4 separate regions of the Sus scrofa genome follow, and all the other regions are linked to region 1. Evidence: chromatin contacts called from public Hi-C and HiChIP or PLAC-seq data. All regions are on one chromosome and are shown on one strand. The core of a region is the stretch at or near the end of the contact, and the rest is flanking DNA. Distances in the headings are between cores, read along the strand shown.

Region 1 (5,820 bases), core at 2,435-4,934:
CAAGGCACAGGATCTAACTGGCCCACAATTTGACTCACTGATTCCCCTCCACGGAATTCTCTTTCTTTTCTCTGTAGCCACGTCCACCGCATGTGAAAGTTCCTGGGCCAGAGATCAACCGGCACCACAGCAGTGACAGCACCGGCTCCTTAACCCACTGAGCCACCAGGGAATTCCGGAATTTTCTTTTTTGAGATACGGTTGATTTGGGCTATATTCCCGGTGCTATACAATATATGCGTGCAGCTTATTTACGGATGTGTGGTGTAGTGCTCCCTACGCCTTAATCCCCTGCTCCTACCCGCCCCCACCCCCGGCAACTGGTAGCCAAGAGTCTGCTTGTATGTCAATACAAATACAAAATTTGTATTTGTACTTGTATGTGTGTGTCAAAATTTGGCAACTGGTAGCCAACAGTTTGTATGTCAGGTGCTCGATTTTTTTTAGTCACTGGTTGGTCTTATTTTTTAGATTCCACATATAAGTGATAACATACAGTGTTTGACTTTCTCTGCCTTTATTTCACTAAACACAATACCCTCAAGGTCCATCCACGTTGTTGCAAGCAGCGAAATTGCATCATCTGACGGCCGAGCAGTGTCCCACTATCTGCGCACCCATCGCCTCTATCCGTTTGTGGACAGACGCTGAGGTGGCTCCCCTGCCTCGGCGACTATACATGCTGCTGCTGTGACCCTGGGGTGCAGGGAGCTTTCCAAGTCAGTGCTTTGTTTCCTTCCAACTATGCGTGTGTATATACATATACATACACGTGTGTGTGTGTGTGTGCACGCGCGTGTGTACACATACGCACATCTGGGAGTGAGACGGCCCAATGGAACGCCTGCTCTGTTCCCAGTTTTCTGAGGAAGCCCCACACCACTCCCTGTGGTGACCTGGCTGCACTGATTTCCTTCCCACCAAGAGCCCCCCTTCTCCACATCCTCGCCAGCACGTGTCATTGGCGGTCGTGAGGGCTGCCATTCTGACAGGTGTAAGGTGCTCTCACTGGGGCTGGCTCTGCGCGTCCCTAACGCTCAGCGATGGCGCAGGCGCATCGGTTTCGGCGGGGTATCCTGCTGACAGACCCCAGGGCCAGGCTGTGGGCTCCCGAATCCCAGCAGCTGGCTTTCTGGTGACAATGCAGGGTACACATACGTCTGTGAGCATTAACCTCCTAAACGTCCTCCTGCAATAGTTGTCTTGGACTCTGAACTTCAAGCTACCCAGACCAGCTATTTCTACTTAGTAGCTGAGTGACTTTTCCCATTTAAAAAAACACTTCGATAGTATAATGCTTAAAATCCAAGTGACTGTAGTTACTTTGATACCTTCTAGAACTTCTTACGATACTTTTAAATTTTTACCAAAAATAAAGGAAACATTCCATTATTATCACACTCACTGCAAAACAAAAAGTCCGTGATCTCTCTCGGCATCATCTTCCAAGATAAAAACGCAAGGAGATCCCGTTGTGGCTCAGCAGTAACGAATCTGACTAGTTTCTAAGAGGATTCAGGTTCGATCCCTGGCCTCACTCAGTGGGCTAAGGATCTGGCACTGCTGTGAGCTGTGGTGCAGATTGGCAGCTGCAGCTCTGATTCGACCCCTAGCCTGGGAACGTGCATATGCCCTTAAAAAAAAGCAAACACAAAACCAAAGGTAACAATACAAGATGAACTGGGAGATAACTCACTGTCATTTTTTTTTGAGGGGGGACGCCCGCACATATATATGGAAGTTCCCATGCCAGGGGTCGCATCCAAGCTGCAGCTGCCGGCCTCCACCACAGCCAGTCAACGAGGCTTCGGAGCCGTGTCTGCGACCTACACCACAGCTCACGGCAACTCGGGATCCTTAACCCACTGAGCGGAGCCCAGGATAGAACCTGCATCCTCCTGGATACTAAGGATTCATTTCCGCCACACCACAAAGGGAACTCCCAACTCATCATAATCCTATTAGCGATCTCACTGGCAGAAATGAGGCAGCTTCTTCCAGTTAAACAATCCACCACTTTAAAAACCCCCACTAATTCACATATGCTCGCAATGATTTGAATCACCCAGAAACAAGGATTTCTTTTTTCTTTTTTTGTCTTTTTGCCATTTCTAGGGCCGCTCCCGCGGCATATGGAGGTTCCCAGGCTAGGGGTTCAATCGGAGCTGTAGCCGCCGGCCTACACCAGAGCCACAACAACTCGGGATCCGAGCCGTGTCTGCAATCTGCACCACAGCTTACAGTAACGCCGGATCCTCAACCCACTGAGCGAGGCCAGGGATCGAACCCACAACCTCAAGGTTCCCAGTCGGATTCGTCAACCACTGAGCCACGACGGGAACTCCGAAACAAGGACTTCAAGTCCATTATTTCCCCTAGTTAACTAAGCAATCCTGAGTTGAGACCTAAGAGAAATGCTGGGTCGCCATGAAGCCACATGGCAGTGAGGCAGTGAAGCAGGGAGAGCAGACCTGAGTGTCATGAGCAGCATGTGAAATCTGCCCAGCCAGACGAGTGGCCAGAGAAAGCTGACACATTCCCTTCACTTAAGGTCCCCGTCAGAAAATCCTGAATAAGAGTAAACAGAAAGGCATTCACGTTTGCTATTCGGCAAAGAGGCACAGAAGGTGCCCCTGCCTGGCCAACTGCTCCTACAGCAGCAACTGCACAGAGCGTGTGTGCAAAGCTCGCAGCTGCCTGCCCCCCCGCGTGCTGCTCACAACCACCGCCTGAGTTCTGTTTTGCAAATAAGAAAACTGGCCCAGGGAAATTAGGCGGCTGGCACAGAGTGACTGAAACAGGACTCCAAGGCAAGGCGTCTAGGCACCCTGCACCGCGGGAAGCAGAAACTAAGGTCTGGGCACAAATGAGCGAATGGGTGGCTCCCAGGCTGTGCCTTAACTACCAACCTAACTCCTACCAGTAACGAGGGAAAGAAACAGAAGAGCGCGCTGAGCAGCGCGCCACAGCTCAGCTAACCTCGGGACGGCGAGCTGGACAGCACCTGCCCTGCGTACACACGGGGACAACACTCAGCAGAGGAGGGGTGCCTGTCCAAGGTCACGGGCGCTGCTACAGTTTGAACGGTTCCTCCCACTCAGCCCTAACAACTCAGCGGAGAGGGGCTATTTCACCAACAAGCAACGTGAGGCAAAGGACCTCACAGCAGCGGCCAATTACTTTAATTCCCGGCCAGGGCTCGATACTCAGGGGACGAGATGAACGAACCAACGGCGTGAAAATTAGAGGCAAAGGAACAACGGTCACGACCCCGCCCCCGGGAGGGAACCTGGAGCCAGAGCCCCCGAGGGTCGGGCGCCCCGAGGCGCAAGAGGGCGGGCTGCGCGGCCGGGTCGGAAGGGGCTGCGGGGAGCCGCGAGGTCGGGGCCCCGGCGGCGGGGGATGGAGGAGGGGGCCGGACTCCGACGGCGGGGGTCGGCGTGAAGGCGGAGGGGCCCCCGGCTCGCGCGCCTGTCAGCCCCGACGCCGAGCGCCGCGACCCCGGCCGAGCCCCGGGCGCCGGCCCGCGCCCACCGCCTCACCTTGGGCGGAGAGCTGGCGGACGCTGTTGACGAACTGCTCCAGGGCGGAGGCCATGTTCCCGGCGGCCCGGCAGCGGAGACGGCGCGCGCGGGACGAGGGCCGGCGACCCACCGAGGGCCTCGATGCGGTGACGTCACTTCCGCCGCCCCGGCCCCGCGAGATCTCGCCTCGCCCGGGGCGCTGTTTCCATGGAGCCGCTTCCGGTGCGGCCGCGCGGGACGCGGCTCGCCTTCCCTTCCGTCTCGCCGGTGCGCAGGTGAAACCGCTCCGCGTCGGTGATGGGACGGCGGACGAGCGAAGGAGCGCAATCCAGAGCTAGGCGCCCTCTTTCCGGGTTTCGCTGGGAAGGAGCCGCCGCTTTCCACCTGCCCGGATCCTTCAGGCCGCCATTCCTCCCTGAGGCTTTTCCTGTGACTCCGGCCGGGCAGGCAGCCTGGGCTCACCTCCCTCTTTTACCACTTAGTTGCCGCGTGACTTTGGGCGAATTCCTCGGCTGCTTTCCCTCGTTTCCCATCTGTAAAAGGCTCACGATGCACCACCCCGTAGGGCACTTCGAGCCGCGCCCAACACCTAGAGACGTGAGTCTTCACTCAGCGTAGACGCGGAATGGCCTGCATGGACCCGTCCCTCCTCCGCTGGTTCTCAGAGCGCTTTGTTCCTGTCACTTGCACTCTTGCGGAAATGTGTTCCGAACCCACCCCGTGTCCGTGGCTCATACAGGGCGTGAAGTTCCTTGAGGTCGGATACCTGTCTTACCCACCCCTGTTCCCCCTGAGGATTTAGCACAGGATTTGGTGCGTGATAGGGAATGAGTAAAGAAACATACCTTTTAAACTTCCTCCAACGCACATTTATTTCCTGAGCATCTGCAGTGTTCTGTGCCAGGCGCTAGAGATACACTGGACACAAGAATCCTCATAATCCACGGGCCTTGCAGCCAGCAAGCAAATAGAGACCCTAGCAAAGAGACCAGTGCTCTGAAGGAATGAAACAAGGTTCTAGAAGATGATACAACAAGGGAGCTTGGGGCTCAGCGGTTACAAACCTGACTAGTATCCCTGAGGACATGATTGGATCCCTGGCCTTGCTCAGCGGGTTAAGGATCTGGCATTGCTGTGAGCTGTGGTGTAGGCCGGCAGCTGCAGCTCTGATTCGACCCCTAGCCTGGGAACTTCCATATGCCACAGCTAGGGCCCTAAAAAGCCAAAAAATAAAAAAATAAAAAAGCAAAATACAAGAAAACAAAAACACAAGGAAACTGACCTACCCAGGGAATGACAGGGACCTTTTTTTCGTTTGGAGGAAAGGACACAGACTGATCTCTGAAGAACGAGTAGGGATTTCCCTAAGTGGGAGGAGCGTGTGTGCTTTCCCTGCACTGGGGGAGAGCACATGAGAGGGAGGAGGACAGGAGATGACAGTGGTTGGAGAGGGCAGTGCGACGGGGGTGGAAAGACAGGCAGGGACCACACCAGGTAAACGGTGTTTTGTTTCAAGGCCGCACCTGCAGTGTATGGAGGTTCCCAGGCTAGGGGTTGAATTGGAGCTGCAGCTGCCGGCCCACACCACAGCCACAGCAACTCAAGGATCCGAGCTGTGTCTGCGACCTACACCATAGCTCACGGCAACACCAGATCGTTAGCCCACTGAGCGAGGCCAGGGACCGAACCTGCAACCTCATGGTTCCTACTCTGATTTGTTTCTGCTGCGCCAGGACGGGAACTCCAGATAGCGGCAGTTTGAACAAAAAAGTTATTTGACTCAAAGTCAGCTTTTTGGTTGAGATTTCTAAATTCCAAATTTTTCCTCTCTAAGCCAAAGGCAAAACCTCTGTCTGAGGTTTGCTGCAAGGCCTTCGTGGAGAGAACTCGATGACAGGAGGGTCCCAGATACCAGGAGAAATGGGAATGAGCTTCTAGAACTGGGAACGCACGAGGACATGCAGAGAGGGGGCCGGGGATGCTGGTCCTGGCTTCCCACCCTGGGCCGAACTCCCCCCCCCAACCCCCGCCCTGGGGCAGCCCGTGACAAACCATGTGCTCCTGGAGCCCCTGGTACCACCAGCACCTCTTCCCAGGGCCCCTGCTCACTTGGTGCTGGGTCAGCACAGCCCCCTGCTGGCTGGCAACATCTGAAGGAGGTGCCCACAGTCAGTGGACGGGAGGCAGCATCCTGCACGGGTACACTGGTGACTCAGGTGTACCCAGGGCTGCAAGCAGAGAGGTCGGTTGTGCAGGGAGAGCCATGAAAACAAGTGAAAGGCTGGGGCCTCAGGTC
Region 2 (5,216 bases), core at 1,917-4,416, 270 kb after region 1:
CTGCCGATACAACCTCCTGTGTGGGGCCATGTGAGACGTGGGGCTCAGAGAGGAAAGTCCCCGGCAGGCCCTGGGTCAAAGGGCACTTCCACTGGACCCGTGGCTGGCAGGACACAAGGGCAGAGGCACTTCCTCTGGCAGGCACGGCCATTCCCACCTGGCTGCACTTATCAGCTGGGCGAAGTCCAGGTCCCAGGCCTCTGCCCGGTGGTGACCCTTGCCTGGGGCTGACCAGGGCACTCGGGATGTTTGTGTCCGGAGGTGACCATCGGGCAGGTGGTAGCTCCGAGCCGCCTGCCACCCTGGCGCGCTCCCTGCCGCTGCTCTCTGGCCCCTGGGAGGTGTGAGGGCTGCAGCCCCCGGGGCTCAAGGGCGGTCAATCTTGCGGCCGAGCCCCCAGCTTGTTCCCGGGAGCGGGCGGCAGTTCAGAGGGGGTGCTGCGTGGCCACACCGGGCCTTTTGCTGCCCTGGCTCAGGCAGGCCGGGTACCAAAGGCCAAGAAAGGGGATGTACGTGGTGGGAGAGGCCTCTTGCAGACTCTGGACATGGCAACGAGGAGTAGGCTGCACACCAGGGCAGAATGTGACCTGGGTGGGGCCTGGAGGGACAGGACATCACGGAGGGAACTTGTCTTGGGCAATGGGGAGCCACAGTGGTTAGGGATGCTGGGCTGTATGCAGGCGTGAGCTGTGGTTTCTCAGGAGGGCCTGTGCTTGGTGGGACCAGGGAGAGAAGCGGGCATGTGATACCATGGGGAGAGGCGTGGGGAGGGCCCCAGCGGCTGACTGGTGCCAGGGGAGAAGAGCAGGGGAGATGCCAGAAGGCTGCCCTCCCTCGGCAGATACCTGGGACGTGAAGACAGCGGCCACCCCTCTGCCAGGGCGGGCCCGCAGGAGATGTGAGGACCTGGGCATCACGCCTTCCCTGCGCTGAGAAGCTCGGGCGAGCTCTCATGAATTACCTAGCAGGGAGGTGAGGACGAGCACAGAGGCAGCAACAAGCCCAGTTCTCTCAGGATACTCCCACGCACCCCGGGGCCACAGCCACGGGGAGCCCAGAGCAAGAGCAAGAAAGGAGGCTGGGTGGAGTCAGAGCCCCCAGACGCCCGGTGCACTGCAGCCAGGCCAGTGCCTTCAGCACAGAGCTGGGACCCCTGATGAAAGTTCCACCCCAAGAACAGGACACAGGGTTTGGCCGAAGCAGACGCCTGGGCCGGGTGGGACCCGAGACCACAGGCTGGCTCCCTGATGCCGGCCCCCGGTCTCATGACTCAAAGACTCTGGGATGGGACAGAGAGGTGGCCATGTGACCTCTGACCCCTCCCAGGCCCCCAGCATACCCCCACTATGGAGCAGCCTCCCGGGTTCCCTGCTCTGTGGTGCACCCCTCTCAACCGCCCAGTGCCAACACACATAAACTTTTAGCAGCCTAGCAGTTAAAAGCGTGAGCCCGGAGCCCACAGCCTGGGTTTGAAGTATGGCTCTGCCAAGTTCTGGCTGTGTGACCTGGGGCAAATCACTTAACCTCTCTGTGCCTCCAGGCTACCTACTTGGGGCTGTTGGAGGACTCAGTGGTCAGCACAGCGCCCAGCACACAAGAAGTGGTCCGTGTTCCCTGCGCACGGTGTGATCGTCCGCCCCAAGAGCCGGGGGGGCCTTCGGGCACACCACCCGAGCCTGGCACTGTCCTGCCTCGCCCCAGCCCGACTCCCCACTGCCTTCGGGATGCAGACCAGCTCTCCATCCTAGACTCCAGGCCCGCCTGGTCCTCCTCTCAACCCTCATTCCTGGGGACCTGGAGACTCTCGGGTGCTGCCAGCTCTGCATTCCGCAAGGCTGCAGGAGGGCAGAAGTGGGGGCTTAGCTCTGTCCATTTTGCTAACCCCCGGGGCTGTAAGCAGGCTTGAGCTGTGGTTTCTCAGGCGGGCCCGTGCTTGGTGGGACCAAGGAGAGAAGCAGGCATGTGATACCCGGGGGGGCCACAGGCTCCAAGGACACGTGCATCCAGGTTGTGGGAGGTTTGAGTCCTGTGCTCTTGCCCTGTTTTCTCATCAACCGACAGCAAGGAAGCCAGCGTGGCCGAAACTGCCCAGCAACCATGGAGGCAACTCGCTAGGGCCTGGGACTGCGTGCTGCACAGCCAGGCAACAGCCTCCCAACTGTCCCTGCTGCGCCTTCTCTGCAGAACAACCAGAGCGGTGCTTCCACAGCTAAGTGAGCGGCGCAGCTGCCCCCTCCTCTCCTTGGCCGACCTCCCTCGGCCAACCTGCCTAGCCTCACCTCCCGGGCATCTCTAAGTCCTCGCCATGCTTGCCGGACGACATCCTTCCTGGCTGGTCCGGGATGACCCACAGGTCTCACCCCACCGATCCCCACGAAGCTGCTGCCCAGCCCCTGAGCTACCACAAGGTGTAACTAAACATCCACGTATGGGTTTCCCTGGGGATTTTTGTGCTCCCAAGAAAAGGGGGGCCCAGGTTTGTCTGTGAACCCCTGGTGCCTGGGACGGGGCCTGATATTCAGCGGAGGCTCGATAAATGCGTGCCCACGCCGGCTGCGAGAACCGGACGCGGGCGGGCAAGGGCGGGAGGACGCCTGCGCGCATGCGCGAGGGCTCCAGCGCCGAGCTGAACTCTCGGGCCGGAGGGAATGACCGAGAGTAACCTCCCGCTGACGTCACGGCTGAGCGGGGGCGGGGCCTCGGCGACGCCCGGATCCCAGGCTCCCGCCGAGGCCGCCTCTGGGCTGAGGCTTCACAGGTCGCGGGGCGCGGCCCGGGACGGCCGGAGGCGCACGTGCCCGGTGCCGGGCCTCCCAGGACCCGGCGCGGCCCGAGACTCCAGGGCGGGCGCGGGAGGGTCCGCGCGGACAGGACAGCGAGGCCGGCGGCGCTCGGCCCAGGGACGCGGAGCGCCCCGAGCGCCCCGCAAGGAGTCAGCGCCCCGGCCCCCGCTCCGCGCCCGCACCCCGCGCCCCCGGCGCCCGCATCCCCCGCCACCCAAGAGACAAAGGCGAACGCAGCCTGCGCGCCGCACTTGCGCGGAGCCCGGTGGGTCCCTGACGCACCTTCGATGTCGGTCAGCAGCGCCGCGTCCAGCTCGCATGGCTCGGCCAGCGCCTGCTCCAAGGCTGCCTCTGTGAAGGGCGGCTCGTCCATGGCGCAGTCGCCTCCTCCCGGCGGCCCGCCGGGACCGCCGCAGCCGCTCTGCGCGTTCGCGTCACGCCCTGGCCTCGGTGGGGCCCGGCGCCCGAGAAAAGTTCCTCGGAAACTGGGTTCCCCCGCGGCGGCTCTGCGGGCGGGGCGGGGCGGGGCCTGGACTTGCGGGGAGGCTCCGCCCCCAGCGGACGGGCCCGCCCCACCTGGGGAAAGCCGAGATCCCGGCCGCGTCTGTCCCGCACACCCGCCGCGCCGGCCCCTCCATCCAAGTGGGGTGCCGACTCCTGCGGGGCTGGGGCAGACCCCGGCCTCTCCAGCACCAAGCGAGGGGGCCGAGTGGAAGCCGCAGGACTGGGTCCCTCCCAGAGATCTCCGGACCTGGGGAGGGAGGGAGGTGACCCTACAAAACCCACATCCGTGGTCTGGCTCTTTAGAAGACAGACCACCCAAGTTCAAGCTCTAAGACCCGCTGTGCGGCCTCGGGGCCCGTTACGTCAGCACTGTGTGCCTCGGTTTCCTCAGCTGTGACCGCCTTGATGACACCTGCACAAGGTCACAGCCACTCAGGGCAGCAACAGGGCTGGGGCCTGGGGCTATCTGACCCCCATCTTGGTACCTGTCCCCAGGAGCAGTCGGGATGAGGAAGGGGCAGACTGCTTTAGACCCGGGCCACCTTGCCCTAGGTCATGACACGTGGAGGGCCAGGTCCGAGGAGGCAGCCCGGCTGGGGAGGGAGGTCCTGTGGGTTGGGGGCGGAGCTGGGCGGCGGGGGAGGCGGTCTGAGTAAGCCAGAACTAACATTCAGGTTCTGGAAGTGGGAAGGCTGCCTGTGCGAGAGGGCAGCCACGGAGACGACCCCCGCCTCGGGGGAGTGCAGCCATCCTGAGTCCTGCTTCGCTCAGACTGCACACCCTCCGAGGGGGTAAAAGGAGTGGAACACTTTGGACTGGAGGGGCGGGGTGCTCGGGCCACGAGAGGCCTTGGAGGTCCAAGTCCCGGGGGTTCAGCCTAGACACGCAGGGCTCTTTGTGCCCCTCCCAGAAGTAGCTGCTGTGGAAAATTACCCAGAACCGGGGTGGCCAGGGCCGGGATATCCAAACCACATCTGTCCCCCCAGTGGCCCTGCTCAAGGATCTCCCAGCATGGCACTCCAGATGAATTAATGCTGGGGAACGGGGGATCCCCCTTCTCGGCCCCCTGCATCCTGCCGCCCCTGGCCCCACCACCCCAAGTAGGAGCCAAGCACCCAGAAGTCTTGTGGATCTGGTGACTCTCCTGAAAATCTTTCCCCGTGCGAGTCAAGCCTAAAGAGCACCTACTTCAGAGTCAGGCAGCCGGTCCGGGTTTTCAGCTGCTTGCTGTGTGACCTGGAACCACTTACTTCACCTTTTTGAGTCTCTGTGAAAAGGGGTGTTGGAGTCATGGTCCCCATAGACCTGCCTCACTGGCTTTTAGCTGAATTTACCGCATATGTAAAGAGCAAGCGCAGTCAATAAGCGCGTATAAATGCAGGAGTTCGGGAGAGGGGGAGGCCAGGCCAACGGAGACTTGCAGCCTAGACCAGACCCGCCAGGTGCAGTGAAAGCCCCCGGCGGCGCACAGTCCTGGGAGCGGGTAGGGATGTGAGCAGCCAGAGACACACACTGGGCGGCACAGGCTGAGACCAGCGGGGACGGGGCTCCGGGGAGGGTGCGGAAAGCCGTGTGGGGGCCGCGCTCCCTCAGGGCACTTGCCCCTGGGTGGCCCCTCCCCCGGCCCCGCCCGGGAGCTCCGCGCTCGTGCCGCACCGCGCGCCCCGGGCCGGCGCTTCCGCGTTAACCCCTTCCTCCCCGGGGGGGGGGCCGCCAGCAGCCCCATTTCACAGGTGAGCAGAGCGAGGCCGCGGGGGTTGCGAGAGGCGGGCGCGCGGGGTCCGGGCGTCGGCCGGACGAGCCCCGCCCCGGCCCGCGGCGCAGCCAATGGGCGCGCGGCCCCGAGTGGGGTGACGCGGCGTCAGCGCCCAGCTCCCGGCGGCCGGGTCACGTGCGCCACGAGACCGACCCGGCGCCCCGCCCCACCCC
Region 3 (5,703 bases), core at 864-3,363, 310 kb before region 1:
CTGCCGGCCTACGTCACAGCCACGGCACCTCAGGATCTGAGCTGCATCTGTGACCTACATCACAGCTCACAGCAACACCGGATCTTTAACCCACTGAGCAAGGCCAGGCCTCGAACCTGCATCCTCATGGATACTAGTCGCCTTTGTTAACCACTGAGCCATGATGGGAACTCATATAATTCCTGATACAATGTAAAGGCCATGTAATTAGTTGGCAGCACAGGACAAATTCAAGTTTTGTTTTTTGGAAATTCGTTTCAAATATTTTCCACCCAAAGTTGGTTGAATCCATGGATGAGGTACCCACGGTTAGGAAGAGATGACTGTACTATAATTACCTGCTCATGTGGCTGTTTATCCCACTACTGTGTGGGATTCTTTTTTTCCTTTTTGGCCACCCCTTGCCCTGTGGAAGTTCCCCAGCCCGTGCCACAGCAGCGGCAATGCCAAATCCTTAACCCATTCAGCCCCAGGGAGCTCCCACTGTGGGATTCTTAACATAGGGTATTGTCTTAATCATCTCAATGCCCAGCCACTCTCAGGTCAATTACTAATGTTTCCTTGACAGTCGTGTACTAAGAGCTGGGCATGTTTCACCACTGATTCCTTGCCATAAGCCTTTAATGTAGGCGCTGAGTTGGTGTCACACCACTTTCAACAGATAAGTGATCCTCTCCAGGTGACACAGGTAGTAAATGGTGGAGCCAGTCTCAGGTTTAGCCGTCCTGCCTTCTTTTCTGAGTCCATGAAGGAATGGAAAGTCTAGACACAGCTGACGCTGTGGGTCCTGAGCAAGTTCCCTTTCCCAGGCTTAGTTGTATCACGTTTCGTCATCTCTTTTTAAGTTTTAGTCATATTTTATTTTTGTTTTTGTCCTTTTAGGGCCGCGCCTGCAGCATAGGGAAGTTCCCAGGATGGGGTCTAATCAAGAGCTGTAGCCACCGGCCTATGCCACAGCCACAGCCACCTGGGATCCGAGCCGCGTCTTCAACCTACACCGCAGCTCACAGCAACACTGGATCCCCAAGCCACTGGGTGAGGCCAGGGATCAAACCCACAACTTCATGGTTCCTAGTCGAATATGTTTCTGCTGCACCATGATGGGAACTCCTGTACCCTTGTCTTTAAGAGATAAAACCTCCTTAGAAGATTAGAAAGGCGGACTCTTCTTCCCCTTCCCAGTGTCCGTGCTGGCAGCTATTTGCTTTCCTGTAATAAAGACTTGCTTGCTCGCGGCCTGTGTTCGTGAAGTTCATTCTTAAGCTCTGTGAACAAGAACCCAGATTCCAGTAATATCTTTCCCATGTCGCTACCATTACTGATTTCACTTCTCACTAAAATGGTACTCCTTTCCCCAGCGTGCCTAACTTCACTAATGTTTAATTCTGAAAATCAGTTTGTTTGGTTTAATTAATTAGAAACTTACTTTTGAGACCCTACATATAACCACTACTACTCTGGGCAGTGGGGGATACAGAGACTGATAAAACACAAAAATCATTACCCTCACGGAGCTTTCATGCAATGAGTTAAACCAGTAAATTCTTTGGTAAGGAAATGAAGGATTCGGGGGTTGTCAGGCCCATTGGGGGGCAGGCGCTGCCTCCCTGAGGCGGCCCACCGTGGACCGGGGCTGACGGCGCTGCGGGCGCAGGGCTGGCGGGGTGTCCCCACCACGAGCGCTTCTCCCCTGGGCTTGGCTGTTGAGCTGCAGCTGCCGCGACTCCATCTTTACCTTCCCGCTGGCGATGCGGGCGAGCGGGGCAGCCCCAGGGGCTCCGGCCTTGGTTCCCGAGAAGCACTCACCTATCCGCACAACCTGCCGCCCCCGGACAGGGCACCAACTCCCTAGCCTTGAAGCGCGGCTGGCGGACCCGAGTCGCCGACGCTTGGGCCGAACCGGACCGAGGGCCCGAGTGCGGGAGCCAAGCCGGGCGCCCGCCCCGCCCCTGCGGCAACGCCCGGCGGCACAGACCGGTCTGGCACCGCCCCTCCTGGGCGGGGAGAGGGAGGTGCGGGCGAGCGACGTCACGCGGCCGGCGGTGGCCAGTGGTGGTGGTGGGGCGGGGCCTCGCTGGCCCCACCCCTCGCCTTCTGGAGTCGGCGGGGGCAGCGGGGAGCAGGCGGGCTGGGGGCGGCTAGCGCATGCGCGGTGCGCGCTCGGCGGCGGTGACGTAGCTCCGCCGCGGCCTCAGCGACCCGCGAGCGCAGCGCGGGCGGCTCCCTCCACATCAGCTGTGCAGCTCTGCTTTGTCCTGGGCCGGTCCGTCGGTCGGGCCGCCCGAAGCCTCGCGCCGCGCTGGCGTCGTCCTCGTCCCCGCCGGCGCCCCGGCCTGAGCCGGACGGCGAGGCCATGGACGCGGAGTTGGTGGTGACGCCGCCAGGCTGCGCGCACCTGGGCAGCTTCAAGGTGGACAACTGGAAGCAAAACCTGCGCGCCATCTACCAGTGCTTCGTGTGGAGCGGCTCGGCGGAGGCCCGCAAGCGCAAGGTGCGCCCCCCCCCCCGCAACACGCGGCGGCGTGTGCGTGTGTGTGTGTCCGTCCGTCCGTCTGTCTCGGGACGGTGGGGGGGTAGGGTCTTCGCTTTCCCCTCCCCCACCCCTTGTGGCACTGGCGGGGGTGGGGTGGGCGCGGGCTGACGTGCGGGGGGCGGTCTCTCGCGCGGTTGCTGGGTAGGAGGGGGAGGGTCTTCGACGCTGCGGGGCGTGTCCTAGGGGCCTTCCCGTTGGGGGTGGTGGCGGGGATGGGGGCGCTGGAGAAAGAGAGGACCGACCCAGCTGCAGGGGAAGCGGCCTTTGCGGCCCGAGCCCTGGGAGTCGCCGTGCTGGGGGCCGGCCGTCGGGCGGGGTCCCCTGGATGCTGTAGAGGTGCCGCTCGCCCCTTCCTCCCCCCCATATCAGCGGGGGCACACGCGCTCACTGCCCCCCCAGCTCCAGCGCGGGGCACGTCCCGGGCCCGGGGTCCGCGGGACGCTCCCGCCCGCGCCCCTCCCCCTAGGTGTGCAGGGCGCAGGTGCGGCGCGCGGCGGCGCCGGGAAAAGAGCCGGCCCAGGGCTGAGTCGTGAGGTCACGACGGTGATTTGCGGCGTCACCTGTAGCTGCGCAGGAGCGGGTTTGGGGGGGGGGGGCGCTGGTCTGACCGCAGGTGGGACTTGGGTGCCTCCTGGGAGACGCGAGTCGCCTCCCTGAGGCGCTCAGGAAACGGGCCATCTACGCCCTTCGGCTTATTAGCGGTCTGAAAATCTGAGGACGGCGTTTTTCTCTCCTTTTACCTGAACAATGAACACGCCTTGTTTTTACTGTGTAACGCGATTCTGCAGTTGGCAGTGTCCACGTTTAGTAGCATCTTTAATGGGAAAACTAACCTCGGGTGAGACTGCCCAGAGCGCTAAGCACCAATTTCTTGGATCAGAAACGGCGTTGGGAAGCACGATCTCTTAGGATGAACTAAATTGGGGGTGAAAGGTTTCCGCTAGGATGGGAATGAGGTCCTTGCTGATGGAATTGTACGCCCGTGAAATAAAACCGACTGGTTACCTTTGAGGTTTTCAACGATAACCTTGTGTGTTACTGCTCCGCTGTGTTTGTTGGGTGAGATGTGTGACCCGTCGCCACAGCTCCTTGCCTGTCTTTCCTCTTCGTCGCCACCCTCTCCTCCAGCTGCAGTTTTAACATCGAGGAAGGAGTATTGTTTAACCTATTATGGACTTTTTCTAATTTCATAAGGAAGGAATTCTCCCCTTTTTTTTGCTCTCTGTGGCTTGGTTTGATCTTTTAGTGTCAGTTGCCCAGTTCAAAAGCTGTTGAACCACATTTGTGTTACTCGCTAGTAGGAACTTGAACTACAGACAGGCAGGAGCTGAAGTACCTTTTTCAGAGGTCAGGTGTGTCAGCACTGCAGTATCATTTGATCCTGTCCCAGGAGCACCGGTATTCTCTGAATGCGCTGAATGCGGCGGGGGTCCTGTGCAGTTCTCCTCCCTAGGAGTGGCCCAGCCAGGGACAAGTTGGTTTGAGGAATGGTTTAACACTGAGGAATAGTAAGCAATGCATGTTCTCATGTTGGGCAGTTTACTGGGGGTTCTCAGTAGGCTTAGCAGTTGGTTTTAACAGTAGGAAGTTTTTTATACATAAGTTAAGTCTCTTTTTAGTTACTTAAAGAGGCTACAGTGAGGTCCCAGCTACAGTGTAACTACAAAACTCCTGCTCCTCCTCCGAGTTCCTGTGGTGGCTCAGAGGAAATAGACTAGTATCTATGAGGATGCATGTTCCATACCTGGCCTCACTCAGTGGATCATCGGGGATCCAGCATTGCCCTGAGCTGTGGTGTAGGTTGAAGGCACGGCTGGGATCTGGGGTGGCCGCGGCTGTGGCATAGGGCAGCAGCTGTGGCTCCTGTTTGACCCCTAGGCTGGGAACTTCCATATGCCTCGGATGTGGCCTAAAAAGCAAAAGCAAAAAACTCCCTTTCCTTTAGGTAGAGGTGGGTAACGGTTTTTGATACCCAAAATTTGATTACTCTTTTGGTAGGCAGAGTGAGAAGAGAGTGGTCAGCCTTGACAACTTTTGGTACTACTAGACGTAAGATATTCCTCGGATAGAGGACGGAGTGCCATCTGCATGTTTCCGATTATATGACTTGCCACGTGAGTGTGTGTGAAAATGGCACCTGGCAATGAAGACATCAGGAATTTTCAGTTCTCCTGGATGTTAGGACTTAACACAGTCTATGTTGCATTTGGAGTGTGTAGACACTTTGGGGGACAGGTAATGTTTTTTAAATAATCACATCTCTCTTCTTTGAACTGTTTCTGTGACTCTAAAATTTTCCAGCAGCGTGTCCTCAAAAAAACAAAGCCCTTAAGTTTCCTGGTGGCACAGTGGGTTAAGGATCTGCTGTTGCTGCAGCTGTGGTGCAGGTCGCAGCTGAGGTTTGTGTCCAGTCCCTGGTCCTGGAGATTCCGTATGCCTCAGGCACGGCCAAAACAAAACAACCCCAGAACCAAAAAACCAAAACAACAAACAAACCCCACACAAACCAGAGCCCTTTTTGTAGCCACAGTAAATGTTTTAACCCAAACACTTTTTTTTTTCTTTTGGCCACCTTGGCATATGGAGTTTCCAGGCCAGGGACCTGATCCAAGCCACAGCTTCAACCTAAGGAATCAAACCTCTCGTTAGGGCTCTGATCCTGTCGCGCCACAGCAGGAACTGCCCCCAAATACTTTACCTGAAGCGAAGCAGTGACACTTCTGGACCATACTGATTCTGATTTAACTTGGGCAGTGTTGGAGGGAAAAAAAACAGGTTGTGAAGTTCTTTTGTAACAAGATTTGGGGACTAGGGTAGTTTCTGTTGTGGCTCAGTGCTAATGAACCCAACTAATATCCACGAGGAGGTGGGTTGAGTCCCCAGCCTCTCTCAGTGGGGTAGGGATCCGGCATTGCTGTGAGCTGTGGTGTGTGTAGGTCACAGACCTGGCTCAGATTGGGCATTGCTGTGGTGTAGGCTGCAGCTCCACCTCGACTCCCCAGCCTGGGAACTTCCATATCCTGCATGCCTGCCCATAAACAGAAGAAGGGGGGGGCATTAGATTTCAGTGTATTACATTTGTGTCTTATGGTGTTATCAGAGTCACTGATGAGTTCTGGTAGCGTCTTTAGAATTTCCTTTGTATCATGTCCTTTGCAAACAGTGGTGAT
Region 4 (5,665 bases), core at 737-3,236, 350 kb after region 1:
TGGCTCACTGGCAGGGAGGAGGCTCCGCTCCCTTCGTGGTCCAGGGTCCCGTTCGAGGGCCGGCAGACCCGGGGGCCTGTCCAGAGGTGGGCTGGCTGTCCCACACTCCAGAGAGAAGATTCGCCTGCCTGAGTCATCCTGATAATAACGGCGGCAGCTCCGACGAACTGAGCCTCGACTGTGTTCCAGGCACATCCATCATCTCACCGAAACCCGCACCACCCTGAATACACAGCACCCTGCCTCCACTTCCCTCTGGAGCAAACCCAGGCTCAGCGGGGTGCCCAGGATTTGGGGGTCCGGGGCTGAACTGGGCGTGGCGCCAACGCAGGTCTTCCCGAGGGAAGCCTCACGCTCTCTGCACCTGCACACCCCTCATATCCGCACGTTTTAAATCCTCTTTAACGTACACACCCCGTCAACGACCTCGGCACTTCAAAGGTGCAGAGCTTCTTACTGCACAGGAGCCAGAAAAAGGGAAAAAGCTCCCCCCAAGTCCACGGGTCCCTCCGACAGCTGACGGGAGTTGGCTTCCCAACTGAGAAATGAGTTTCTGGAATCAGGATGCAGCGGGGGAGCAGCTGAGGAAGAAGGAAGGGGCAGCAGTGGGCACGGGCCAGAAGAGACTCATCCAGCGCCCAGTCCGTCACCACGTCGGAGCCCCCACACCACGGACACGAGAAAGGCTCCCAAACGCCCGCCGGCCCACCCGAGATGCCTCAGGGCTTTCCCAGGCCCCGGCAAGGCTGAAAAGTAGGCAGAAAAGAACCACGTCACCACTGACCCAGCCAGGCTGGCGAGGACGCCAAAGGTCCCTGCTCACCAAAGACGTTGTTCCAGACCTTCCTCCAACCAGCAGGATCCAGTTTTCAAAGAAACCAATCAACACTCTTGACCGAGGGCACTCGGCCTAAGCTCCAGCCTCGGCTGGAAAGGCAAGTTGCTTTTTGCAGCAAGCAGAGTCCACTGGCCCCCGGCCCTCTGGTGGTCCTCACCCACACCTCGGGCGCTCCCCCGGGGATGCTGGTCATCCCGGCGCCCACACAGGCTCAGGCCGGCGAGCACCCCTCTATCTGTCCCCGAAGATTTCCGCGTTGGCAAATGTAAGAACGCGCGGAAGCAACAGCCGGGGGCAGGGACGAGCACAGGGGACATCAGCTCCCGCCTCTGACAGACGGGGCACTTCAGACCGGACCGGGCAGTGACTCGCACAAGGTCACAGGGGGTCGGCGGCCAGGCCCCGCGGGCGCCCCGCGAGCAGGCCGCCCCCTTTCCCGAGGTGGGGCAGGTTGCCCCCCACCGTGTCCTCAAGAGCGCGCCGGCCTCCCGCTCCCCCGAGGGCTGCTCGACCCCGGCCGGCGCTGTCGCGGGGGGGAGGGGGGTGCTGGGCCCTGCCGCGCAGGGACGCGCGGAGCCTCGCCCAGGCCTCGGGGCGCCGCTGTGGGGGCCTTACCGAGGCACTGCCCCACCGGGGTGCTGAACGGGTTCCCCAGGAGGAACTCCATCTTGGGCGGACGGCTCGGCAGGGGCCGGAGCGAGTCAGCCGCCGGGTCTCCGCGTCCCCCGCCGCGCTCCCGGCCAGACTGACACTTGCCCCCGCCCCACCCTCCGGAACGCCGGCGCCCGTCCCAGCCCCACCCCGCCACGTTACTATTGGGCGACGGCTGCCCTGCCCTCTTCCGATTGGCCCCTACACCTCCCTCAGCGAATCCCCGCCCACCCTGCCGCGTCCGATTGGGCGGGGTCGCGAGCTAGGTCACAGGAATCTCCGTCACCTCCCCTGGCCCGCCTCCGAACGAAAGTCTGTGTATGTTGATTCACCTGTATATTGGTCAATCGAAGGAGTCCTTACTGTTATTGGGCAAAAGACGAGTCAGTCACGTAGGTAGGGGGCGGGGATACCAAGTTCCCCGCCCGTAGAAACCGCTGATTGGACAAGTATTTGTTTTCTCTACAGCGGATTGGTGCCGGGAGGCTTTCCCCGCCCAGAAATGTGATCACGTGGCCGTCAACTTTCACCCAGGATGTCTAGCCCCAGACTCTCCCTAGCAACGGAGTGCGGCTCCTGGTTCCCCTAGCAACCGGTCGCTGAGGAAAGGAGCCCGCCGGGAACTGCGCAGAAGCTGAGAATCTGGGGCTGAAACTCAAAGGCTGCGGGAGGACCTGACCTTTTCCCGGAGGAGCCCGCCGGCCGCCCCACCTGGAGGAGGGCCCAGGCCCCCTGGCAGCCTCCTCCCGGCCTCGGTGGAAAAGGACCTGGGGAAACGTTCCCTCTGGGCACAGGCCCCAAATACACACAGGCCTCCAACCCAGAGAGAGGTACCCTGGCCTAGCGATACCTCTTCAAGAGGGCATCACGGACCCTCGCTCCCACCTCTCCACTGCCGCTAACTTGTTCCTCTTGCTTAGTTAGACCTAATCTTCCTCTTGGTGAAGACTTGTGGCTTTGGATGTGGATGCCGAGTCCATGTCTGTCCCTTCCCCAGCCTCAGTTTCCCTTTCTGGGAAATTAGGGCTTTAGGGCTCCCCTCTCTCATGGCTCCTGGAGCTGGCCTGTCATTTAACACCAAGTGTGCACTGGCACCCAGTGACATAGGGTAAATGGTGCGTTTTCTCTTTCTGATTCATGGCCAATAGGGGCTCTATTTTTCAGGTCCAGTTGGACAATTGTTTTGCAGGACAATTCTGGATCTGGTTCTCTGTGAGGAGGCGACTGTGGTGACAGTGGGGTAAAACTCTCTGCGACTTCCCCCACCTACAACGACACTATTGTCAGGCAAGTCACCAAGGACCCTTGATGGGTGGTAGATTATAAACTCCCCGCAGCTGAGCTGCAGAGGCTACACAGAACACTGTGGGCACCAGGGCCGTGGCGAGGTCACAACCGTGGTTGTGGGGCCAAGAGGTGCAGCCTTGCTGGTGGGTGCCAGGCAGGCTGGGTGCCCGTGGGGCCCTGGAGCAGCCCAGGTGCGGCAGCCAAGGGTGGGAGGGGACCGACCTCAGAGTGTCCGTGGCCACCATGACGCCCCAGGGCGCTGTGAAAGGACCCCAGCCCGACCGCCAAGGGAGGCCGGGAAGCAGCCTGGGGAAGAGACATGGTGTTTTCCAGGGAGGATGAGCCGCCTGGGGGACGTGGAGCCCAGGGTGATCGACGACCACATGCTCAAGCAGGCCGTGGGGGAGCAGGGCCCCCAGGAGGAGGCTGGGCAGCTGGCCAAGCAGGAGGGCGTCCTCTTCAAGGACGTCCTGTCCCTGCAGCTGGACTTCCAGAGTGCGTATCCTGGCGGGGCGGGCGCCGGGCAGCCCCAAGTTCCTGCCCAGTCCGTGGTCCTGCCGGGGCAGGAGGCGCAGGACCAGCACCAGGGGCTGTAAAGCGCTGGGTGCCCTTAGCTCTTGAGCACCCAGAGCCCCCCGACTCTGAATACGAGCAGGAAAGGGGACATTCTCCCACTCTCCCACTCGTGGACCACTTGGGCAAGTTCCCAAGGGCGGGGGAGCTTAGGAAGGTGGGCCCGCGTGGTCAGGAAGGCAGGGAGGGGTGCCGCGCTGGGGAGAAGCTTCAGAGGAAGGGCCCGAAACAGGAGGGCAGGGCCCGCAGGAGCCAGGGCAGCCTGGTGGGAGACGTGCCTGCGACCTGGCAGATCCTGTGTCCCATCTGCGAGCCCGGGTGACGGCAGGCCCTGTCTCCCGCACGAGTTGGGGGACAAGGTGAGACAACAAGCCTGCTGCCGGCCTCACTCGGGGAGCCAGTGAGGTGGCACAGGGGGCAGGAGAGGTAGGCACGGGCCCTGCGACCCCCCCAGCCCGGTGCTGGCGGGCCTCGGCAGAGGGCACAGTGATTCTTGTCTCTGCTCTGCCCCGGCCTCCACGCTGGCCTGCGCTCATCAGTCGATAACAGGGGGCTACCGAGACATACCCGAGGCCGGGGTGCTGCGCCAGGCAGGCCGGGCCCAGCCTCACGAAGCCCTTGGGCTGCCCAGAGCAGCAGGCTTCAAGGGGTGGCAGGGTGGGTGTCAGGGGGGCTTTAGACCGCCTCCCGCTGCCCCTCCCCCCCCCACTGTGTACCACGTGCCTCTTCTAGGCCGGGGGCTGCTCTGGGCACCAGGGACTCAACTGGGAACAAAAAAGATAAAAAAACCCCGTCTCCGGGGAGCTCACCTTCAAGGGAGGGGGACACACAAACCTAAGAAGTCCAGTGGTGTGTCCGGAGCTGGTGCGCTTGGAGGAGCGGAGGGCGCAGTGCGCGGGGCTCCGTACGGGTCGGGTCAGGGGCCTCACCCAGGAGGTGATAGTTAAGCAGAGAATAGGGGGCGATGGTAACAGCCCCGTGGAGATGGGTCCAAGGACATTCTTTTAATGAGCACGTTCTAACTCGCTAAGTTCTGGAAGTGCTCACAAAAGCAGACAGGAAAAAGCGGCGTGAACAGCAGCGCTCTGTGGCTTCTAGGAATCCTGGGGACGAGGCCCCGCCTCTAGAATCTTGCACCCACAGTGTGTGCCTGTCACACTGAGCTTTGCTTGGAGCTCTTGGTGGCTGTGACGGGGACCGAGCTCTGCCCGTCTCAGGAGCCAGGGGATGGGGCAGCTGCGGGTCAGGCCCTTCAGCCCGTGCCGGGGCACAGGCCCGTCTTTCCGCCCTCTTGGGCCTGCACCGGCCCAGCGTGTCTCTGCCCACAGACTGCAAGTAGAGACAGGGTCGGAGGGCATGGACATGAAGCGTTTCTGTCCACACAGCCGAAGCACCCTCCCGACGGCCACCCCAGGTGACTGGCCATCCCTGCAGCTTTGCTCTTGTTTGTCACCTGAGGACAGAGTGGGGGGCTGCCTGTGCCCTGGGTCTTGAGCCCAGGCCATCCGAGGGCCAGTGCAGCGCGTCCCTGCCCTGGGGGCTGCCCACCTCCGCCCTGCACCCCACCCACCCTCGGCCCCTGCCAGTCCTCAGGGGCCCCGGGGCAGCAGCCCTCCTCGGGACACCGAGCTCTGGGGGCGGGGTCCTGGTCTCCCCCATGGTCACCGCCGGTCATCCAGCCCCCGGGACGCTGGCACTGCATCCCAACCCTCGCGCAGGCTGGGAGCAGCCCAGGCCGTCCTCGTTTCAGACATTCTCCGCATAGACAACCTCTGGCCCTTCGAGAACCTGCGGAAGCTGCAGCTGGATAACAACGTCATCGAGAAGATCGAGGGCCTGGAGCGCCTCACGCGCCTGGTCTGGCTGGGTGAGCGAGGCCCCCGTCTGACTCCGAGGCGCCAGGGCCCTGCCCAACGGCGCCCACGTGCTGGCCCAGGGAGGCACCGTCATGGCTGGTGGGGGCAGGGCTGGCCGGGGCCGTCCTGAGCCCGGGTGGCCATCCGGGGAGGCTCCCAGAGGCCCAGGCACTTGCCCAGAGCGCCGCGGCCAAGGCACAGCAGCGCTGGGACCCAGACCCAAGCCTGTCTGACCCCAGAGCCACGCGCCTCCATCCCGCCCTCCCGCACGGGCAGCCCGGGCCTGGGCCCCTCCCACTTGGCAGAACACGCTTAGCTGCATGTGCTGCCGGCTGCCAGCCCACAGCAACCCCGCAGGCAGGATCACGCCGCTGGTTCGGGTGTGGGGGCCGAGAGGACGGGCAGCAGAAACAAGCTAGAGCCAGGTCTCCGGGCCGCTAGGCCCGGTCTCTGGCCCCAG

What was found. Hi-C and Micro-C count contacts between places; a contact is called where the count stands out from the background. HiChIP or PLAC-seq counts read pairs in DNA pulled down with a chosen protein or histone mark.
Region 2: an H3K27ac HiChIP or PLAC-seq map of skeletal muscle shows a contact between it and region 1, with 2.2 times the contacts expected there. The contact joins the promoter of SREBF1 here to the promoter of COPS3 in region 1. A contact is called at or near these places in 1 of 47 Hi-C or Micro-C datasets (liver) and 2 of 2 datasets of contacts at active chromatin or transcription factors (alveolar macrophages and skeletal muscle).
Region 3: a contact with region 1 is called in an H3K27ac HiChIP or PLAC-seq map of alveolar macrophages. The contact joins the promoter of USP22 here to the promoter of COPS3 in region 1. A contact is called at or near these places in 1 of 5 promoter capture datasets (liver) and 1 of 2 datasets of contacts at active chromatin or transcription factors (alveolar macrophages).
Region 4: a Hi-C map of liver shows a contact between it and region 1, with 3 times the contacts expected there. The contact joins the promoter of DRC3 here to the promoter of COPS3 in region 1. A contact is called at or near these places in 1 of 5 promoter capture datasets (liver), 3 of 47 Hi-C or Micro-C datasets (embryonic fibroblasts, liver and skeletal muscle) and 1 of 2 datasets of contacts at active chromatin or transcription factors (alveolar macrophages).

The regions. Positions count from the first base shown.
Region 1 is chr12:60,999,118-61,004,937 of Sscrofa11.1, reverse strand. COPS3 (COP9 signalosome subunit 3) reads right to left here and starts at 3,684. Exons shown (of 12, transcript NM_001244149.1): 1 at 3,543-3,684. The coding sequence starts at 3,597.
Region 2 is chr12:60,731,917-60,737,132 of Sscrofa11.1, reverse strand. It overlaps SREBF1 (sterol regulatory element binding transcription factor 1), which reads right to left and starts at 3,166. Exons shown (of 19, transcript NM_214157.1): 1 at 3,066-3,166. The coding sequence starts at 3,156.
Region 3 is chr12:61,304,791-61,310,493 of Sscrofa11.1, reverse strand. It overlaps USP22 (ubiquitin carboxyl-terminal hydrolase 22), which reads left to right and starts at 2,113. Exons shown (of 13, transcript XM_021068045.1): 1 at 2,113-2,491. The coding sequence starts at 2,354.
Region 4 is chr12:60,648,142-60,653,806 of Sscrofa11.1, reverse strand. It overlaps DRC3 (dynein regulatory complex subunit 3), which reads left to right and starts at 1,986. Exons shown (of 12, transcript XM_021068003.1): 1 at 1,986-2,319; 2 at 2,679-2,776; 3 at 3,110-3,271; 4 at 5,100-5,216. The coding sequence starts at 3,115. TOM1L2 (TOM1-like protein 2) reads right to left here and starts at 1,654. Exons shown (of 14, transcript XM_021068013.1): 1 at 1,454-1,654. The coding sequence starts at 1,505.